2 separate regions of the Xenopus laevis genome follow, and region 2 is linked to region 1. The links are chromatin contacts, called in public Hi-C maps. All regions are on one chromosome and are shown on one strand. The core of a region is the stretch at or near the end of the contact, and the rest is flanking DNA. Distances in the headings are between cores, read along the strand shown. Region 1 overlaps cbfa2t2.L (CBFA2/RUNX1 translocation partner 2 L homeolog). Region 2 holds the start of necab3.L (N-terminal EF-hand calcium-binding protein 1).

Evidence for each region. Hi-C and Micro-C count contacts between places; a contact is called where the count stands out from the background.
Region 2: a contact with region 1 is called in a Hi-C map of the XL177 cell line, with 3 times the contacts expected there. The contact joins the promoter of necab3.L here to the enhancer-like site in region 1. A contact is called at or near these places in 2 of 4 Hi-C or Micro-C datasets (the XL177 cell line and the XTC cell line).

Annotation. Positions count from the first base shown.
Region 1 is chr9_10L:45,280,197-45,285,574 of Xenopus_laevis_v10.1, reverse strand. It overlaps cbfa2t2.L (CBFA2/RUNX1 translocation partner 2 L homeolog), which reads right to left. Exons shown (of 11, transcript NM_001086057.1): 11 at 4,342-5,378. Among protein-coding and RNA genes, the nearest start is that of cbfa2t2.L, 27 kb to the right of the region's middle. Within about 2 kb of position 3,079, at least 1 of the 7 cell types and tissues checked has an H3K27ac peak or open chromatin away from gene starts, as enhancers often do.
Region 2 is chr9_10L:45,374,105-45,379,482 of Xenopus_laevis_v10.1, reverse strand. necab3.L (N-terminal EF-hand calcium-binding protein 1) reads left to right here and starts at 3,030. Exons shown (of 13, transcript XM_041576214.1): 1 at 3,030-3,624. The coding sequence starts at 3,502.

The DNA of each region.
Region 1 (5,378 bases), core at 1,830-4,329:
GTTTTACGCAGGACAGTCCTGATTTTGACAGCTCAGCCCGCAGTCCCGGGTTATTACTGAAATGCCCTGGACTTTCTCTTTGATCTCCTGCACTGAAAAAGATACAAAGTTTCTTAATTAGAGGCTTTTGGCAGAGAGCCCAGACTATATGGCAGCTGCACTTACAGTTGTTAATATTTGTAACATTTTAAGATAAGCAAAGATACAAGTGTAACGTTGCCTTCATTAGCAAAACTGTAATAACACATAAAACATGACCCTAATTTTGTAAAATGGATGTGGTATTTAGGAGGTGTGGCCATAAAATGGGTGTGGTCAAAAGCATTCCCCCACAGGAAATCTTTTTGTCCCTCTTTCTATTTTCCAAATGTTGGGAGGTATGACATCACCAATGAAGCAACCAATCAGCAATTCTCACCTACAAGTTAGAAACCAAAAGCTTAGATCTGATTGGTTGCTATGGGCAGCATCACCGGTGTTGTTTTCCTCCAATTTTTACACAACATGATAAATAGGCCCCTAGATGTATACCTTTACTGTGTCTTTAATAACTAAAAACACAACTTATAAATTCTGTCATAAATTCTAAAACTGACCTTGTAATAGATAATGGATTTTTTTTTATAGAAGAGAGAGTCGTAAATCCTGCTCAGGCACTACTGAGTTTACTTGTAGATGCTGAAGCTCAAGGTAGGGGCCTCATTCTCAATGTCACAGAAGGAAAAGCGTCTAAAAGCACTTTATCTCGGGTCAGGTTAGAAGTGTCTGTCAATAAACTTCAGCTTCAATGTCTCTGTCTCTTAGGGCTCCGGGGGGAAAACTCCATGACAGTTTTGTGCCTAAAGGTGGTCATACACGTGCTCGTGCGTGATTTTTAATGTGCATGCGTGGTTTAACGCGTGTGCCCGTTTTTTTTTTGCCGCAACAGGAAGATTATCCAGGGTGAGGGTCTGGCCCAGCACCTGTCGGTAAAAATCCTTGGATATAGGTCGTCTCGTCGGTCGAGCAGGACTGAAAATGTTAATGGTGCCTGAAAATTGCAACATTAATGCTGAATTGTCAGAAAGAGCTAAATAATTGTTTTTGTTTTTACCTAAATATCTGACGATTCAGCTCTTAACGTTAGTGGACGAAAGATCTTTTGTATGACCAATGGTCGTGGGAAAGATCATCATTGTAGGGTGTATGGCTGCCGGGATTGAGCGAAGACTCAGGCCAGCAGCAAGTGGAGGAAAAGGAAGTCCAGGGTCATGAGGTAAGTATTAAAGGAACAGTAACGTCAAAAAATAAAAGTGTTTTAAAGTAATGAAAATATAATGCAGTGTTGCCCTGCACTGGTAAAACTGGTGTGTTTGCTTATGAAACACTACTATTGTTTATATAAATAAGTTGCTGTGTAGCAATGGGGGCAGCCTTTCAAAGGAGAAAAAGCTCAGGTTACACAGCAGATAGCAAATAAGCTCTGTCTGTCTAATGATGTTATCTGTTATCCATTAGTTAACCTGTGCCATATAGCCGTTTTTCAATTTCCGCCACTGCTCCACAGCAGCTTGTTTATATGAACTATAGTAGTGTTTCTGAAGCAAATAGATCAGTTTTAACAGTGCAGGGCAACACTACATAATATTCTCATTACTTTAAAACACTTACATATTTTGGTGTTACTGTTTCTTTAAGATATGTATTAATGTGTGTGCTCTCATACAGGTCCCATACTGATCTGATACTGATACAGTGTCATGTAACATGATTTTTGTCTGCTAATGCAGAAGTTTTGTCTTTTCTTGTAGCAAGAGAAGCATGGTGTCTGTGTTTCTCCTCTGCCTAAAAGAAAGCTGCAGGCTCACGAGAGATTGAGCTACAGGTCATCCCATCTCTTAAAGGAGAAACAAACCCTCTTCCTCCTCCCCCTCAGCCTAGCTGCCCCCCGGCAAATGCCCCTAACTTTTTACTTACCCCTCCGTGCAGATTCTGTCCAGCGGAGTTCACGGGCTCCATCTTCTTCTCTTCGGGAATCTTCGGAATGTGACCGACGAAGTGGCGCATGCGCTTTTGGAGTAATTTTTTTGTTTATCGGCAACTGCGCATGCGATGAACCTCCTGAAAATTGCCAAGGCGCCGGTCAGATATGTAAATATCTGCTGTATGTACTTTCCATCCCTGTTATAAAATTAGCCACACATGACTACTGTCGATTGTTTCTTTTACACCATAATTGTAGTTCTAGCTATGGGTTTCACATGGTCTGAAGGTGCATACCCAATCTATGCCGTATCTGGAAGGACAGTAGAACAGATCAGGGTCTCTACAGAGACAAATCCTTGACACTTCCCATTTAGTTGGTACATAATTGCCCTGCTGCCCAATAACACATAGGACAGACTATAACAGTCTTCAGAAAGGAACCAGCATCTAATTAGCTAAAATGAATTCAAAGATGGCTGTATTACTTGTTGTAGATGGAAAATGGTAACAGTTTAGGGGATACAGTGGATTGATCCAGGCATATAACAGAATCCTTTATCATAACTGCTTGGTAGTAGCAGGTTTGATCTAAGCTGACCTAATTGGGACTATGGTGATATGTTGTGCCATAGCTAATTAGGCTCCCTAAAGATGTCATGATTGGACTTTAAGTATTTAAGTGGTGGATTCATTTGTATATATAAGGGCTGATGGAAAAAGTCCTTGCCTGGGGAAGTATATTTTTCTCATTACATGGGACAGCTAAAGGCCCCTTTATCTGTCAGGTTCATTTATGTGTGTTGCCTCAGGGGGTCTTTGTCTTATTCAACTATGGGGCTGCTAGAAAGAAGAGCTCAAGTTGAATCAGAACAAAGGGGATAATTATGTGATAATAGTATCCCTTTTAGGCAGGGCAGGTGTGAGGTCCCTTATGCAAATATTTACCTTTACTCAGATGACACCCCCTTTCCATTTATCTTTCAGAAAACAGAAATATTAGCATAGAAATCACAAATTCCCCCTAATAATTCCGAGTTGATTGGGTTGCCTTGGGCAGCAAGCTGTACCTTGTGCACAATTAGCACTTTGTAAGCTTTCTCCAGATCAAATCCCAAAGCACTGGTAAGTAAGAAGGAAATCAACCTTATTCAGGGGTTTCAAAGAAACAACCGACTAAGTAATTAGGCGGTTGGATTGCTGGACCGCATCAATGTACAGATGCGCCCGCCAGGGTTGGGCCAAGGGGTAGGCAAAGTAGGCACGTGCCTAGGGTGCAAAGTTGGGGAGGCGCCAGGCACGTACCTGCTCTTGTCGCCTACCCCATTGTCCGGTCGCATATCTTCTGCGCACAGCGATTCACGCTTCTGCGTGCCAGCGTCAACTCGCGCATGTGCACGCTCAGCCAGCGCTAGGCCGGTTGAGGATTTTTAGTCCTGTCCGATTCACATCTGGCTGACTTTCGGCCAGATATCGATTGGGAAGCCTGTCGGAGGGCCCCATACCCGGCGCCAATAAGCTACAGACTTGGTCTGTTTGCAGCTTTTATCGGCCCATGTATGGCCACCTTAACCCTTGCAGCTATGCTAAACTGGGAGTATGGTCAACAGCTTAATTTCATGGGTCCAGACCACCAAGCAGTGCACACAAGCATGGGTCACCTGAGACTCCCCATCAGGTCTGCACCCCTATAGTTAAACCAATGAGGTACAAAATGTGGTTTGGGACCACACCTATGGTTGCCATCTGGCCGGTAAAAATGATGGTTGATCCCAATGTTATTAATAGGGGAAAATGATAAATATATAGGAAGGCCAGTATTTTTTTCCGGAAAAGGTGGCAACCCTAACCACACCCCTGTCTCATTTTTGGGGGGTCTCGAATTTTAAAAGAAACTGTCATACAACCGTAAAAGTGATATGCGGGTCAGTAAAAACACAATCCGCACATGATTCCAACCCACAAAACCTTAATCTACAAAATGTTACCATTGTAGGATTCGCACCCAACTTGTACCCGCATCTTTTTGGTCTGTACACTACTTCTGTGTGCACCTCTGGTTCCAAGACAGGGACTTTTCGGGAGCAGTGTACATCCCTGGTCTGACCTGCACCCAACCATAATCTGTAATAGCTAACCAAATTTCAACCTGTACCTGCCCAACCGATGGTCAACCCACGGGTCACCGTGGGTTATGGGTCAACCCACACATCACTAAACCATATCTATGGAGATTGCATGCTGGAGCTATGAAAGCCTATTAGAGGGACACAACCTGCCCATGGGCCTCCCTGTAGAAGCACAATAAATGAACTCTGTTGAGTTTACCAGCCATTGGCTACATTCTGTTTTCTTCCCATGGAAAAGGAACCCAGTGGATACTGGTAAAATGAACTTTATTGAATAAACTCCATAATAAATGATTAGTATATCTGTAATCTGTACAGGACTCACATAATATATGTAGCTTATTCATGAAACAGCACTTTATAAAATGAGCAATTTCCAACAATGAACCAACGCAGCTCTGACGATGGGAGGAAACGTTTATCACTTTCAACAGACACGAAAATACGGAGTGAGAATAATCCTTATTATGTTACATTATCTACACGGAAAGACTGACAATTTAACCTCATATTTGGTGACATCTTTGGAAGTGAAAAATAATCCATCTGAAGTTTACATTTGGTTTGGCCAGTCTGCCATTTTGCAAATCCCTTGTGCTGCAAAGCCATAGGCACAACTGCTCCTAGACAATAGCACAGTCCATATGCATATCCATATGCTAAGTGATGTAATATATTCATACTTAACAATAGGGGGTACATGATCTCTTATAAAATCTCACTTTCACAAATAGTCTTTATTGTATGGCCCTGATATTTGCCCGTTTAACAACCAAACGACTCATGCTGACTCTTCCTGATAGACAACATGGGTTAGGCTGAGGGAGATATATTACATATCTGCTTTTTCTTCTGGGCAAGAAAATACGGGATGCAAAGGCCAAACACGAACATACCGATTGCTTGGTTAGTCCAGAATGCAGTCTATAACTGGGATAACACTTTGAGGCCCAGATAGAAGTCCCTAGCAATCTGGTCCACTAGAAATCAGCCAAATGAATGTCCATTTCAAATATATATATATATATATATATATATATATATATACACACACAATTTAGATCCCATTTGGGCAATTGCCTTTTTAAAGAGATGGGCCAATAGGTCTCCGGGCGATTTCAGTTTTTTTTCCATCTTCTTTATTAACTGTCTCTTCTTGTATTTTGCTGCACCAGCAATTATTTAAATACATCAAGATGGATGAAATTTTCTCTTCAGAGAAAGGCCGAATTGCTGCTGTCTCGTGGACTTATTATGTTACTCTGAGCGCAAAAAGGGGGTAAATAA
Region 2 (5,378 bases), core at 1,781-4,280, 94 kb before region 1:
GAATACAGTTAATGCAATGAGGAAATGGATAATGAGTTTCAGTTTCAAAGGAATAATGCAGTCATACTGTTTATACCTGTTTATTTTCATCCAACAGCTGATAGAATTTTGTGTTCTATTTTGTCACCAATCCATGATATTTTATGTAAAATTATTTGATTTTATAAAGGGATCTGATATGACGAGGGTTTATGTAAGGACTTTTTTTTTATGAAACCAGAAGAGATTGGTAGCTGCCACAAAATGCCTTTGACATATCAGAACACTGGGGAATCAAATAACAAATGGCTTGGTTTGATCAGAATAGTTTTCATCTATTCCACAGGATCTTCTGTGTACAATAAGAATCAGCACAGCAAAGAATTCTGGGATGCATCGGAAGAGTGTTCCCTGCATTTGTCTCAGTGTCACCAAATAATCACTGGGGTCATTTAATTTCGCTCATGTACTGCACTATATGAATCGGTAAATCTGGGTTTGCTGCTTTTCATTAGATATGTGTAGGCATAGCAGTGTCTGCTGCTGAGTCTTCATATAGCAGTTCCCCATAATGCTAAATAATTCAAATGTATTGTATTATTCTATACAGGGAATAATGGATCCAGGTTGTAAGATACAAGGGCATTAGAAGTCATGGTGGAATTCCATCACCATACAAATGCTTAAGGCTGCAGGCTGAGTTGTACAGGTCAGGTAACATCGTAAGATAACAAGTATTAAGCTGGCCATAGACACAACGATCCGATCGTACGAATCGAGGATTCGTACGCTTTTCGGGCTGTGTGTGGAGAGTCCCGACATTTTTCGTCCGGCGGAGATCGCTCGTTTGGACGATCAGACAGGTTAGAAAATTTCTGTCGGCAGACGATAATATCGCTGCGTGTATTGCCAATCGTACGATTTTCAGTGTCACTAGCTTTGTCTATCGTACGGTTGCTGTCGGGCAGAACATCGGCTGATCTGTTCTTTTACTACTTTATTTGGTCGGAATGGTAAGACTTTGATCTGAATGGTTAGTGGCAGGTCGGGAGATGGGAAAGTCCGATCGTACGTAGATTCGTACGATCGGATCTTTGCGTCTATGGCCAGTTTTACTCATGTACCCATACTGTAAATTATAAGGATATTAGAATTAACACATTTCTATTACCATATAAGAGCATAACGGTAAACCAGTGCTTTTCTACAGATCATGGGACCGAGCTGACTTTTGAGATTCCTTTTTTTTTTGATTGAGGAGGAAAAAATTTTTTCCTGACACAAGACACAAGCGATCTCACTAAGTTCAGATTATTGCTGATTACATCACTAAGCACAATTTTTATTTTTGAGGTTAATTTGTGTTTTAAAATGTACCTGGTGTTGTCCCTTAGTGTGATGTCAACCTGTACATAACACCAGCCTATCCCTAGTATTAGACATGAGTTACATGGCTACCTTCTTTCTCTGTTTCAACAAACCTATGGTACCACCATCATCAGGCACTGGGGTTGTTATGGCAGCTCATAATAGTCTCTGTGAAGCTACGGAGCCATGATTAATGACCTACCACATTATTTCCTAAATTGTTCCACTAAGATTTTCCCATTTCATGTCAATGTATTTACTTTGCTACAGTAATACATCATCGTATATATCTCTGTATTGATTGATATCTCCAGTGTCCTTCCCAGCCTTTTCAATATGCATTCACCCTGCAGATATGCAGTATCCTGATCTGACTTTATGACCAGGATATACATATATGTAACATTACCTTTTACTGTCAGACTCAATCTATTTAGCCAGATCAATGATCAAATTCATAATACGCAGTCCCAAATTAGGCTCTTTCTTTTACATTGTTGCTTAAACATTAAATAAGTGATTCTCCCCTATTATGTTTAGTCGTAATGGGATAATATACTAAAACAGGATTAATGGATGGCTCGTCCATTAATCAACACATGGACACATTTATACATAGGGATGGGAGACCACTACATTCCTACAGTGGACCCTGTGCAATTGTTTTGCCCGTATACCTTTGGAGTAAGAGAGTGCATAGTATACTAGGCTTCCTTCCTTCCCTGTGGGGGATCGAAACGTTTTGCCTGCAATGAAAACTACCCTGTGAGTGTTGCTCTTCTTGCAAATATCTACTACTTTTTGGCTGGCACCAGGTCGTTACAGAGTTAACGGAGTGCACCTTTGGACTTAGATAGATAGATAGATAGATGATAGATAGATAGATACCTTCATAGTTAGCTAGCTGGGCAGAGATAGATGATAGATACATACATACATACATACCATCAGAGTTAGCTAGCTCTGCAGAATTAGATGGATGGAAAGATTAGATAGATAGATAGATAGATACCATCAGAGTTAGCTAGCTGGGCAGAATTAGGTGGATAGATATCATCAGCATTAGCGAGCTGGGAGAATTAGATGATAGATCATGGATGGATAGATAGATATCAGCATTAGCTAGCTTTGAGAATTAGATGATAGATAGATATATAGATAGATACCATCAGAGTTAGCTAGCTGGGCAGAATAAGAAGGATAGATAGATAGATATGAGCATTAGCACGCTGGGAAAATTAGATAGATGGATCGGTAGAAAAATACCATCAGAGTTAGCTAGCTGGGCTGAATAAAATGGATAAGTAGATAGATATCATCCGCATTAGCTAGCTGGGAGAATTAGATGGATGGATGGATGTATGGATAGATAGATAGATAGTATCTATCTATCCATCAGCATAAGCTATTTGGGCAGACATAGATAGATGATAGATTTTCTTTAAGGGTACCGAAAAATCAATTGTTCATACATTCTTTGCATCCGAGAAAAATCCATTTGCTGAAATGATTACCTACAGAATTATATTATGCCTGTTGTCACTGCTCTGAATTATGCTTGTGTTGCCATACCATGCTCCAGCTAACCAGAGGTGTAGGTAAGCTTGCAATTGGATCTGTTAAGTGCATAGGGAACGGCAGGGCCAATCGAAATGGAAGAGGAGGGGTCCTATATCCCCTGCAGTAGGGAAGCTGACAAGCAGTTCAATAGCATCTTTGTATCCAATGCACTGTGCATCACTGCAGCGTGTGAGGACCGTGGCATCTACTCTGTAGCTTTGGAAACTCAGCCTTGCATCCCAGGAACTGTTCTTTTTTTACTGTACTCCATCAACAAATTTCTGCTTTGTGCACAGCTCTCTAAGCGCCATATTTTCTTCCTTTTTACATTTTGAAACTGTTTGTGTTTTAAGCCCTGATACCTGTTGTATTTTTTATTACCCCCTATGTAGTGAGCACACAACCCGTTCTATGACCTTGGATCCAGTGCTCTTCCTTCTGACCCCACGTCAGCTTCCTTACCCTGCTTTGCATTAGTTCTTTAGCACTAGAATTTACAGCATCCCTGCCAGCCCGGCACCTTAAAGCACCAGCACAACACCTGTTATTGGCATTACATCTGGAAAAAATCACCAGATCTTCCCCAGCTTCACCATGATGTCCTGTGCAGAGATGATCACTATGTGTCTTCTTTCAGCTAAACACTTGCAGGAGGACGAGAGGAAACAGTTCTCTCCTCCAGAACTCTGCAACCAGGATCTGTCTATATTCCAAGATGTGAGTATAAAAATCACTTTAGAAACTCACTTGACCAATGTATTGAAAGTCTGTATTTATGTATGTGTATATATATATATATATATATATATATATATATATATATATATATATATATATATATATATATATATTTCTTTTTTTTTTCATATTGCTTGTACAATATTGAGCATTAAATAGGAAACATATATGGAAGTAAAAATGGAAGGGAAATGCGAGGAGTAACAGGAAGCCGTACTTTGAAATGTCAAAATGTTAAGGAGCTATTTTTCAACTGCCATAATATTGGAGAGGAAAATTTAGAGTAAGTGCTACCTTTATTGACGAACTTAGATAATTAAAAAATGCAAGCTTATCGAGCTGCATAAGACTTCTGATATGCTGCTAATGTAATTGACTTTGATGTACCACAAACTACAATCATGTTAAGGCACTTTTATTTTTTTATTAAATTTCAGAATCGAGATTCATACTTTTAACTGCTATAATATCAGTGGAGAAAATGAACTACCAATTATTTTTATATTCCATGAACTACCAGAATAATAGAGAACTCTCATGTACCATCAAATTCTGTAACAATAATAACACATATAAAAATGGTATGCCATTAAAGTAATCTAAGAGTAAACTTATTTCAAACAGTCTGTTGGCCCTCATTTAACGTCTTAGAATCTGCCACCATGTTGTACTGTTGCAGGCTTCCAGCACTGATTAGATCAGATATAAATCATGGGTGACCATAAAACATATCCTTTGAGGACAGCTCTCCACTAGCCAGCAAATTAATGTGCCGGTGGATTAATGGAATAGTTTAATACAACCCATTCCAGTGCAGCTGCCTCCACATGTCCGAGTCTCGCAGCTCAGTCAATGTAGACTGCCAGCCCTTCTTCAGTTTCTCAGTGACCACCACCGCACTATACATTATCAGGCTTCAAACAGGAGCAATAGGGTCAGAACTAGACGGAGACATCTGTAATCAGCCAATATACATAAGTCTATAGCACCCCTATCTATTCCACTAATTTAATATTGTGTCAGAATGTTTGTGAATGCTGATTAATTACCTACCTATTACAATAATATCAGGGTACTGTCACATATCATCAGCTGGAAACATGTTAGCGAGCTCTCAATTTCTCTAATGTTGGGGAAATTTCATGTGTCACTGTCAGAATGTTATAGAGCTCTCATTTACTATCCAATGTGAGAATGTTAGTGGGTCCTATTTTTCTGTCATCTCCACTGTCTGCTAGCTTTCACTTATCAACTGCTAGAATGATAGAGATTTATTATATTCTACTGTATGCCAGGCTTTTAAGGGGGTCACACTTATACCATTATAACAGGGGTTCTCTTATCGACCTCTGCTAGAATGATATGGAATGTAGATTTACTATCAGTTGTCAAAATGCCAAGGAGGTTTCACATATCATTACCTGCTGGAATCTAAGGAAGCTATTATTTACAATCAAGTGACAAAATGTTAGTCTTAATATATTATCTTTTGACAGAATTCCACAGTGCTGTCCCTTATGAATATTATTTGACTTGACATACCATTTATTTTGTTTTGTAGAGATAAAAATCATAGCTGCAGAAACAAGAAACAAATGCATTTTTCACTTTTTCATCACCAGTCTTTGGTAAAAAAACCAATCTTCCCTTATTTATTATTTTGTAACAAGAAATAATGAAGTTGCATGAGCTTCCAATAGACTTTCATTGGGGTATAATTTTCCATGATTGAA